2 separate regions of the Mus musculus genome follow, and region 2 is linked to region 1. The links are chromatin contacts, called in public HiChIP or PLAC-seq maps. All regions are on one chromosome and are shown on one strand. The core of a region is the stretch at or near the end of the contact, and the rest is flanking DNA. Distances in the headings are between cores, read along the strand shown.

Evidence for each region. HiChIP or PLAC-seq counts read pairs in DNA pulled down with a chosen protein or histone mark.
Region 2: a CTCF HiChIP or PLAC-seq map of pro-B cells shows a contact between it and region 1, with 9 times the contacts expected there. The contact joins two enhancer-like sites. A contact is called at or near these places in 1 of 15 datasets of contacts at CTCF or cohesin (pro-B cells), 2 of 115 datasets of contacts at active chromatin or transcription factors (fibro-adipogenic progenitors and large pre-B cells) and 1 of 9 other capture datasets (macrophages).

The regions. Positions count from the first base shown.
Region 1 is chr1:173,453,645-173,459,420 of GRCm38.p6, forward strand. It overlaps Aim2 (absent in melanoma 2), which reads left to right. Exons shown (of 9, transcript NM_001013779.2): 4 at 580-669; 5 at 1,690-1,971. The coding sequence starts at 1,710. Among named protein-coding and RNA genes, the nearest start is that of Ifi206, 35 kb to the right of the region's middle. Within about 2 kb of position 2,722, at least 17 of the 459 cell types and tissues checked have an H3K27ac peak or open chromatin away from gene starts, as enhancers often do. A contact at or near this core is called in pro-B cells, where this site is marked.
Region 2 is chr1:173,807,153-173,812,928 of GRCm38.p6, forward strand. No RefSeq gene overlaps it. Among named protein-coding and RNA genes, the nearest start is that of Ifi204, 43 kb to the left of the region's middle. Within about 2 kb of position 2,314, at least 39 of the 459 cell types and tissues checked have an H3K27ac peak or open chromatin away from gene starts, as enhancers often do. A contact at or near this core is called in pro-B cells, where this site is marked.

The DNA.
Region 1 (5,776 bases), core at 1,472-3,971:
GTGTATTGTATGTCTTAAGTTGGAAAGGGTGCTTATGGTAGTTTTGGGCTTTGAATATGAGCACCACCCACGTAAGCAGAGATACTCTGATCTCTTCCTTACCTGCCCAGTTTTTACCGAGAGTGGCAAGGTCTCATTAACTGTAGTCTATAGAGCTCATTGAAATAGTCTGCAGTGGTGGGAAATGTGAGGGTCTTTGACCTGTTGTTTTCTTCTCATGAATCCCCCTGTTCTGGTCTTATTTCTTCTACCTTGTTCACTGCAAAGTAACAGACTACTAGCAGTGTTAATGATATTGTTACACAACGTCATCACATACTGAAGCACACTGCTTGTTCATCTCTTTTCACCACTCTTCACCTAGGCAGTTGACAATTTCTCACAGATATGTGGTTTTCTTCACATATTTGAAAACAAGGCGTTTATTCATCATAGACACTGGAGGCGGTACAATCCCAATTTGGACCTTTTTGTTGATGTTTGCATTGTTTGTATTTTCATGCAGAATTTTAGACTATGTTTTCGATGAAATTTAATAACTCTTGCCTCCCTAACATGTCCTTTATGTATATTGTTTAGGAAGTTTTCCTTTTTCTCAATGTAAAGTGAAGAAAAAAAATCCAGTGTTTCTCAACTGTACTGCTATTCCTATTTAGCTATTGTATCTAGGTGAGTATTTATTTTTCTGTGATATAAGATAAAGATCAATTATTATCATCTCCCACATAATTTTTCTGAATACTGTTCTTTGCTGATAATTCTTTCTTTCAGATTTATTCATACTGTTTATGTGCCATGTTTTTTGTATATGTGGTTCTGATTTTATTCTGACATTTTTCTGCTTACCATTTGACTTCCCTAATTATTAAGTCTTTAAAAGCATTTATAGGTAGTCGGCAGAGTGTTACTTGGTGAATATTTTAACATATTTGGTATCTTTTTGTCCTTAGCTTTGCATGCAGATGTAGAATTATCCTTACATGATTTCTCTGAGATTTTGCATGTAGTTTGTCTATTAATTGACAAATTGACATCTTCTTTTTATTGAATGTTCCCATTCAGAATATCACATACATCCTAAATTAAGAGAGAGATAAATTAAGGAACAAGGGAAAGAATCCTTAAATAGACCAACTCATATATGGGAAAGTGAATTTTTTTGGAAAACAAAGAAGACATGGTCTTCTCCATACAATCACGGAAAATTTTTGCCACGTGCACAAAAGGATCTTTGTATAGTTTTATACCATATACAAAAGAATCCAGAATAGGTCATAGATATACAAGTTAAACCTTTTAAGTCTCTAGAGAAGAATACAGGAGAAAAATCTTCTGATCTTGAATTTGAAGAGATGGGACAGCAAAATATGGTCCTCAAGTGAATGAACTGGTAAATATATTTCATGTATATGTATGTTAAATTTTAAGTTATATGCCTGAAGTATACACACTGTGCCATATTCTACACTTTGCAGGGGTCAGGAACCCTAAGAATTCCTAGGTTACCACATGCCCTTTGAAAGTATCCTTTTTTGATCATCTTGCATAGCGATTCATTTTTCACGTTTCACCTAATGCTCTCCTCCTGCTCTGTCATCTTGGGTATGCCTTGTTAACCACTTACCTTGTGTGTCCTGAATGTAGACTTGCATAGAGTGCTGTAATCTTACGGCCGAGGTTTCTTTTCAGGCTGATCCTGGGACTGTGAGATGGAGAGTGAGTACCGGGAAATGCTGTTGTTGACCGGCCTGGACCACATCACGGAGGAAGAACTGAAACGGTTCAAGTACTTTGCTTTGACTGAGTTTCAGATTGCCAGGAGCACACTCGACGTGGCAGATAGGACAGAGTTAGCTGACCACCTGATTCAAAGTGCAGGTGCGGCGTCTGCAGTGACCAAGGCCATTAATATTTTCCAGAAGTTGAATTATATGCATATTGCAAATGCTCTTGAAGAGAAAAAGAAAGAAGGTGCGTAGGAGTGCCCTCCCTTAATGATATGAGAGAAATGAAACCCTTCTACATTGTATTGTAGGAAATTAATTTCCTTAATCACCAGGCCCTTCACCCCCCAGAGTCACTAAACAGCATGTTACAAATTCCTTAGCCGTGTCTGATGCCGGTAGTCAGGGCTGCCACCATTGTCTCTCTCTTCACCAGAGTCTGTCTCCAATCTACTTGCAGAAACTGCGGAAATGGCAGGTCGGTGTTAATGTCCAAGGTCTCATTACACAGTACTTAAGGTTTTCACACTTGGCTGAAGGCCTGCCTGGCTGTGACATGAAGAAAACACAGCCTTGAACATACAAACCAGAGAACTGTTTAACTTTGCCATGGACTATCCACCTCCGCGCTGAGCCATCCTGCCATGGTCCCAGTTGGCCTTTTTAAGGAAGCCTTTGCGCTTCTACTGCATGGAGTTTCTAATCCTTCCTTTATCTCTAGCATAGACGACATTATGAACTTCCAGGACACAAAGCACGTGTTTGCATTCAATAAACCAGCTCTCACTCTCCACAAATTATATGCCATGTCGTTAAGTTTCCAATTACTCCTTAAGAACAACTGGGATGTCCTTGGGGTTCAAATGACTAATAAGAGCCAATGAAAGTATACCTCATCAAGGGAGTCCCTAAAATGAGAGATTCCAAAGGCAGTGGTTTGGGGACACTATGTAATACAGAAGCTTCAAAATGTTAACTGCTTGCCGAGGAGATGTGTGTGATGCAGCAGCAGGGGCTTGGATTCCAGAGGGTTATTTATACGCCGTCTAAGTGATGAAGTAAGGGTAAAAATCACATACAGGTATAAGATGCTATGTGACTTTGAGGAACTTAGAGCAAGGCCTGATCACGATTAGTTTAAGAGTAGCTGACATTGGACAGAAAGTGTAGTTCTTACATTTGACCACACAGTGGCAGTAAGAACACATCATTGCTCCAGTCACTACTGTTCATCTACTGAACTAAGCGAGCCTGATAGCATGTTTTAGTTTTAACTCCCGAAATTAATTCCTATTCATGGCTTCTTTTTTTTTTTTTCTGGATAGGATGATATAAAGCCCCCTTACTTAAAAAAATTTCCTCTATTTTACTTCTGTAATAATGGTGGGGTTTTATCGGCTTGATTAGCTCAAAAGATCTACTTTGAGACCTGGTTGAAAACTCAGGAGTGACTGCTGATCTAGAAGTCAGTTTAGGCACTTTGCAGCTTGGAAGTGCTACTTGAAGTCATCTTCAAGCCTGCCTTGACCACAGCTGTGTCAGTGATGCCAGTGGCTGCTACGGTAGAGCATTGATCTCTGGCTTGTTTCCCAGCAGTTTTGCCTTGTGTTTCTTCTGGTAAATGTTCAGCATGACGTGGCCTTGCCTCATGAAAACTGTGTGTGTGTGTGTGTGTGTGTGTGTGTGTGTGTGTGTGTGTGTATGTGTGTGTGTGTGTGTGTGTGTGTGTATGTGTGTGTATCTGAACAAATTAAACGATGTCATTAAAGAATGATAACAGGGTCCCGACCTTTAGTTGAGGCTTGAGCAAGAGAACAGGTGAAAAATTATGAGGTTAAATAAGCATGACAAACCCAAGCAAACCTAAGGAAATTCTCCAAGTATAATGATCTTAGATAGAGGAAAAGTGTGCATTGAATTATTAAATGAAACGAGAGGTATCTAGTGGGAAGATGACTTTTCCAAATGTTTCCACACAACACTCTCAATGGCATTTTTTTTAAAAGGTCAGTATGATTGATAGGCTAGAACAGAGTGACATGTTTATTCCCTTTGGCTCCCTTAGCTCTCTTCTCCTCTCCTGTGCTGTCAACAGAGACTGGATGTTTTTATGTGCAAATATCCAAAATATAAATAAAAATGTCATAGCACTAACCATTGGACGATCAGTTGAACTTCTTGCAAGCATATTTGGTCATTTTGGTATTAGTCATAGGCCACTAGCATTTCCAAAGTTTATGCACCATAACAGCACAATGGAGTTAAAAATGTGATCAAAAAATTCTAAGAAGTTTATAGTTTTGCATTGGGCTGCATTCAGAGCTGTCCTTGGCACATGTGATTCATGGACCATAGATTAGACATGCCTACAAGAATAAAGGTCCCTATAGGATTCCTGACCAAGACTCAGTTCCTTCCTGTTGTCTGAAAGAGAGTGACAGAATACTTATTATGTGACAACTGTTAGTCATATACATTACATGATTTGATATCTAACAAAATTAAATCCATGAACATCCCTGAATGTTTCAGATTCTGTGAGGAAACCACACGTAAAAAGGTTCTTATAACATCTTTACCTATAAGTTCCTTAAGTAATTGAACACTGACCATATTAATAGATGGTCACTTAAAAATCAGGACAAGAAGTTTCCTTTTCAGAATAAAATGTTGGATGGGTGCCTGCACATTTGAGGAGGAGAAAGCAGTAACTTTTTTGGGTCTTTGTTCTACTTCTCTTCTCCTTCACAACCCCCTTATTCTTACCCCAGGCTGTGCTATGCATATGTCAGTTGGTATCAATTATAAGGAGACACCTTGTTCTCAGGTTTTCTGATTGGACCAAGCTGCTGCTTGTGTTCTGTGGTCAAATAAAAACATTATCTACATTACATGGTTTAGTAGGGTCACTAACTGGGCTTAGCAGTCCAATAGAGCTGCTAGCTAGAGTCTTTGATCGTCTCTAATTAAGTAAGTTTGCAGGATGTAGGTCCTAAATGGGTAGCGTTGCTACTTAGATTCTCTATTTGTTCATGGCGATAGATTGGGTTCCAAGGATAGGAAGGATGCTGCTCCTGGGACATTTGGAATGGGTGTGACCTGAGACTAAACACACACACACACACACACACACACACACACACACACACACACACACACACACACTCCATCGACACACGCATATACACCATACATCACATATCACACACCCATATATAGAATAAAATCACAGACTTTCCCCCCAGTTTGGGCTCATGCTGAACCACAGGCTAAGCTCAAAACTCATCCCAGTCCCATCACTTCTTGGTCACCAGGCTTGAGGAGACCAGGTCCTCTACTCCAAAGAAATATCGGACACAATTGCCTTTAACAAGAAGCCTTTTTATTTTTTTTCAAACACTGGGGCTGAGTAGGGTGATTTTCTCAATAGGCTGTGGCTGGGTTAGGTCAGATGATTCCTTTCAAAGACATCTGTGTGCATGAAATTACCTATAATCTTCAGGAAGCCTGATACATTGCTCTCAGGTTGGGTGGGGTCAGCATTCCACAGTGGAGTTCAGGCAGATTCGGATTCTGTGCTCCACACATGTGCGTATGTGTATGCCTTTTACAGTGTAGTAAGACAAGTGGAAAGTTGGCTATGATTCAAAGCTAGCAAAGATGCTATTGGATGTTCTCTTTGATTGGGTGACTCCACAAGGCAGACCACATATCAGTCACAGGAAGACCCATTTTATTTTGTTTATTTCTAACTGACTTCCATTATTCTAGTCTTGCCAATGTACTCAACAGTTCTCATGGGGTGGGATGAGATGAGAGTGAGCCTTCTACAATGCCTGCATACTACCGGAGTGCCACATGCACACTCCTTGTCCTTAATCCTCACCTTAGGAGGTGTAGGGCTGTGGGCTTCTCTCTACATGGTACTTTCCCATTTTGGGAAGGAGAAAACAGTTAAAATGAAAACATTCCTCTCTACCTCTAGAGGAACTTTTCTCAGCCTTAATGTTCTAGATGGCACCTCTGTTACCTTCTGAGATTTCCCCAAGGTG
Region 2 (5,776 bases), core at 1,064-3,563, 350 kb after region 1:
AATGTCCTAACTAAATACTAAGTTATTAGTAAGTCAAATATACTTACTAGTGTGTTGATCCAAATTACTTAATAACCATTAATAGGAGGTATTATTTATTAAGTTATTTAATTGCCTTACAGCCTGATTCTTTCTTCCCATCCATCCTCTCTTCCTAGTCTCTCCCTCACCACTTCTCTACCTCTAGTTCTTCTACTTCTCCTTTTTTTTCTCCCTTGGGTGTCAACCATCCTTGGCTTATCAAATTGTAGTGAACAGCCATCTCCTGTAACCAGAGAAGACTTCCAATGGAAGTCCACAAATCCAGCTACAATACCTTCAACCCACAATTTTTCTTGTCTACAAGATGTGTAGGGGTAAAGATGAAAGAGAGATTAAGGGAAGGGCCAACCAATGACTGGCCCAACTTGAGACCCATCCCATGTTAGAAAGTCATTCCTGATGAATTATCTCCAAAGGCTATCTTGCCCTTTCATGAAATGTCCTTTCATCCATCTTTATTACTGCTCTATTTACAATATCCAGGAATGGAAATATTCAAGGTGTCTATCAAATGATGAATGGATAATGGAATATAGTACATTTACAAATAGAGTATTATTCAGTTGTTAAGAAAATAATAAATGATGAAATTTGTATGTAAATGGATTGATCTGGAAACAATCATTATAAGTGAGATAACCCAGACTCAGAAAGACTAGAATTATATGTTTCTTCTTATTGTTAGATATCAGCTTTGAATCTTCAGATTAATGTGTTTTATATCAAATAATCATAAAGGTCAGGGAATTCATAAGGGGCCATGAAGGAACCCACTGCTCCTATAGAGAATTCCATTTTGGTTCCTAGAACCCAAGTCAGGTGGCTCACAACTACCCATAACATCAGCTCTGTGGGGACTTGAATTAATGTGTACATACCACACCTCACATACATAAATACATAGATACATAGATACATACATACATACATACGTACATAATTTAAAATAATAACATAAGTCTTAAAAAGCCTCTTGTTGACACATGCTCCACTATGTTCATAGCAGTCTTATTTATAATAGCCAGAAGTTGGAAAGAACCCAGATGTCCCTCAACAGAGGAATGGATACAGAAAATGTGGTACATTTACACAATGGAGTACTACTCAGCAATTAAAATCAATGAATTCATGAAATTCTTAGGCAAATGGATGCATCTGGAGGGTATCATCCTAAGTAAGGTAACCCAATCACAAAAGAACACACATGATATGCACTCACTGATAAGCAGATACTAGCCCAGAAACTTAGAATATCCAAGATACAATTTACAAAACACATGAAACTCAAGAAGGAAAACCAAAGTGTGGATACTTTTCTTTTTCTTAGAACGGGGAACAAAATGCCCATGGAAGGAGTTACAGAGACAAAGTTTGGAGCTGAGACAGAAGAAAAGACCATCCAGAGACTGCCCCACCTGGGGATCCATCCCATATACAACCACCAAACCCAGATACTATTGCGTATGCCAGAAAGATTTTGCTGTCAGGACCCTGGCATAGCTCTCTCTTGTGAGGTTACGCCAATGCCTGGCAAATATAGAAATGGATGCTCACAGTCTTCTATTGGATTGAACACAGGGCCCCTAATGAAGGAGCTAGAGAAAGTACCCAAGGAGCTAAAGGAGTCTGCAACCCTATAGGAGGAACAACAATATGAACTAACCAGTTCCACCCCCAGTTGTGTATCTAGTAGCAGAGGATGGCCTAGTCAGCCATCAATGGGAGCAGAGGCCCTTGGTAATGTGAAGATCATATGCCCCAGTACAGTGGAAGGCCAGGGCCAGGAAGCAGAAGTGGGTGGGTTGGGGAAGAGGGCGGGGGGTATAGGGGGCTTGGGGGATAGCATTTAAAATGTAAATGAAGAAAATATCTAATAAAAAAGCCTCTTGCTAAAACAAATAGAATTTCTTTGATAAAATTTAGTGCCCTGTGTTTTGTGCATATATATTTATGATTGTGACAACCTGTGAATGGATATCTTAATAGATATGAAACCCATATTGACAAAATGCCACACCCTTCAGTCATAGGACATGGAGAAGTCAAGCTGGCATTGACCTAGAAACTTCATTTATTTTTGTTTCATTAATTAATTTCTGTATTCACTTTATATTCAGAGATTGCAGCTCCCATCTCTTCCCAGCCCACTCCTCAAACCCTTCTCTGAAAAGTAGGGGACAAACCGCCTTGGTATCAAAACACCATGGCACATCAAGTCACTGCAGGACTAACCACTTCCTCTTCAAATGAGGCCAAACAAAACAGCCCAGTTAGGGGAAGAGGATATAGACAGGCAACAGTGTCAGGGACAGCTTCCTCTACAGTTGTTGGTGAAGACCAAACTGCACATTTGCAACATATGTGTGGGGGCCCTAGGTCCAGCCCATGCTTATGCTTATGCTTATGCTTATCCTTATGCTTATGCTTATGCTTATGCGTTGGTTGGTAGTTCAGTCTCTGAGAGTACCCAGGAGTCCAGGTTAATTGACAGTATTGTCTTTTGTGGAGACTCTATCCCCTCAACTCTTCAATAAAACTCCTGAGCTCTGTCTAAAGTTTGGCTATGGATCTTGCATCTGTTTATTTTGGCTTCTGGGTTGAACCTCTCAGAGGACAGTGATGCTAGGCTCCTGTCTGCAAGCATAACAAAATACCATTAATAGTTTCAGGGATTGGTTCTTCTCCATTTGATGGGTCTCAATTTGGGACAGTCATCTGTTGGCCATTCTCTCCATCTCTGCTCCATCTTTGTCCCTGCACTTCTTATGGACAGGACACATTTTGAGACCAAGTTTTTGAGAATTGGTTAGTGTCCTTATCTCTCTACTGGGAGTACTGCCTGGAAACAAAAGGTGGTCACTTCAGGTTCCATAACTCTCACTGCTAGGTATAGTCACCCACATACACTCCCTACAGCTCTTTAGTTGGTGGCCAAGTATCTAAGTTCCAGTGATCCAGGCTTATTAACCTTGTTTTTCTTCCTAAAAGTTGCCATAATCTTCAGCTTCTTTTTCCTTCCCCCAATTCATCCAAAAAGTCCCTAACCTGTTTCCAGTGCTTAGCTGTGAGTATCTGCATCTGTCTCAGTCAGCTGCTGGTAGAGCCTTTCAGAGGACAGCCAAGCAAGCCTCCTTTCTGCAAGCACAACATAGAATCAGCAATAGTGTCAGAGATTGTGCCTGTTGAGCCAGTCACTGGTCAGTCATTTCTTCAGTCTCTGCTCCATTTTTGTCCCTGCATTTTTTCAGACAGGAACAAATTGGGTTCAAAAGCTTTGTAGGCGGGTCCTCCACTACGAGTCTGGTGTGACTACTGAGGTGATCTCTTCAGGTTCTATATCTCTGCTGTTGGGCATTTCTGCTAAGGTCACACACATTTAGCTTTGGGGGCCTCCATCATACCAGGTCTATAATACTTTCTAGAGGTTCTTCCCACTCCTGAAGCCCCAGCAGCTGCATGTTTCCATCCATTCTCCTGGCCCTCTAGGCCCATCTTCTGTCTCTAACAATACTTGATCCTGGCCCCATTTTTCTCTCCCCCCTCTCTCTCCCACCCATGTTTTTTCTTCCTGCTTTCTCCCATGATTATTTCGTTCCTCTTTCTAAGTGGAATTTAAGCATCCTTACTTGGGCCTTGGGATATTTTCTAGTTCTACCCATTTGCCTGCAACTTTCATGATGTCCTTGTTTTTGGTAGTTAAATAGTATTCTCTTGTGTAAATAAACAACATTTTTATGTGGGTAGTTTCATTTCTGGCTATTAGGAATAAAGTTGCTATGAACATAGATAAACAAGCATCCTTGTGGTATAGAGGAGCATCTTTTTTGTATAGGCCCAGGAGTAGTCTTGGATCTTGGATAGCTGGGTCTTGGGATAGTATTATTCCAAATTTTTGAGAAACTGACAAATTGATATCCAGAATTGTTGTACAGATTTGCACTACCAGCAGCAATGAAAGAATATTCCCCTTGTTCCACATCCTGGGCAGCATGTATTTTCCCTTTAGTTTTGCTTAGATCTTGGCCCTCTGATGGGTATAACATGTGATCTCAGAGTCCTTTAGACTTATACATTTTGATGACCAAGAACATTGAATATTTCTTTAATTATTTCTTAGCCTTTAGAGATTTTTTATGTTGAGAATTCTCTATTTAGCTCTGTATCCCATTTTTAATTGAGATATTTTGGTTTGTTGGTGTGAAACTTCTTAAATTCTTTATGTATTTTGTATATTAGCTGTTGTGGGAAATATTAAAAAGAACCTGCCAACTCTCCGTGCTCCTGCATCTCTCAACCCACCAACTCTCCCACCCTGCTGGGCCTCAGAGCTCCCACTAGATGCTGTCAACTTGGAGGTCTCTCAGCCCACCAACTCTCTGGCAGGAGCCTCTGAGTTCCTCTTGCTATCACATAATTCCCCTCGCACCCCATGGTCAGTCATCTCAACACCCAATGACCCTGTAGAATTAAAACTCGTAAAGCTTATAGTTAACCAATCAGATTTATGTATCAATAAAATCACAACTTACAACATGCCAATACAATAATTTCAGAGCCCATTGTTAATGATAAAAGCTTTATCCCAATTATTCCAAATTTATGATATCATAACTGAGGCTGGTCAAGCAACACTGGTTCATGTTCTCCTCCATTCTCCTTCTTTCTTCTCCCTTGAGATGTGCTCCCTCTCTGCCACCCTTAGCTCTATTTCCCTTTTCCCTGTTAAGTCACAGGCTTCTTGCTACCCTTATGTGATTAGACAGGGAAAATCCTGCAAAATGTCACCCTTTCTGTTTAATTAAAGAAAAAGGATTTCTCTCAAAATATAAATTGAGCACAATTATCACTATTTTGTAACTAATCTAGTATAAGATAGACCTAATACCCAGTCCAAAATTTTGTTAGTAAATTAAAACTGTCCTCTATCTTAACATGAAACACAATAATTCGCCCTTCCGGTCCGGCCAGCACCAGGGTAGCTAGGGCGCGGAGTCGGCTGACACCCGCCAGCTACCCACAACACCCGCCACAGGATCTTAAGACCTCTGGTGAGTGGAACACAGCATCTCCTCCAATCCAATCACGCGGGACCTGAGACTGCATTAGTTAGGGAAACAGAAAACCCGGCCTGATCAGGGGCACAAGTCCCTTCTGGTCTAAGCCAACACAGGGGTACCTTGGGCGTGGAGTCTGAGGACAACCATAAGGTATACACAGGACCGTCCATGGGATCTTAAGACCTCTGTGAGTGGATCACAACTTATGCAAGGAAGCAGGTTCGAACACCAGATATCTGGGCACCTTCCCTGCAAAAGGAGAGCCTACCTGCAGAGAGTACTCTGAGCACTGAAACTCAGGAGAGAGCTAGTCTCCCAGGTCTGCTGATAGAGGCTAACATAAACACCTGAGGAACAAGATCTAACCAGAGACAACTACAACAACTAACTCCAGAGATTACCAGATGGCAAAAAGCAAACATAAGAAGCTTACTAACAGAAACCAAGATCATTCACCATCATCAGAACGCAACTCTCCCACTCCACCCAGTCCTGGGCACGTTAACACACCCAAAAAACTAGACCCAGATTTAAAAGCATATCTCATTATGGTGGTAGAGGACATCAAGAAGGACATTAATAACTCACTTAAAGAAATACAGGAGAATATTGCTAATCAGGTAGAAAACCTTAAAGAGGAAGCACAAAATTTCCTCAAAGTATTGCAAGAAAACACG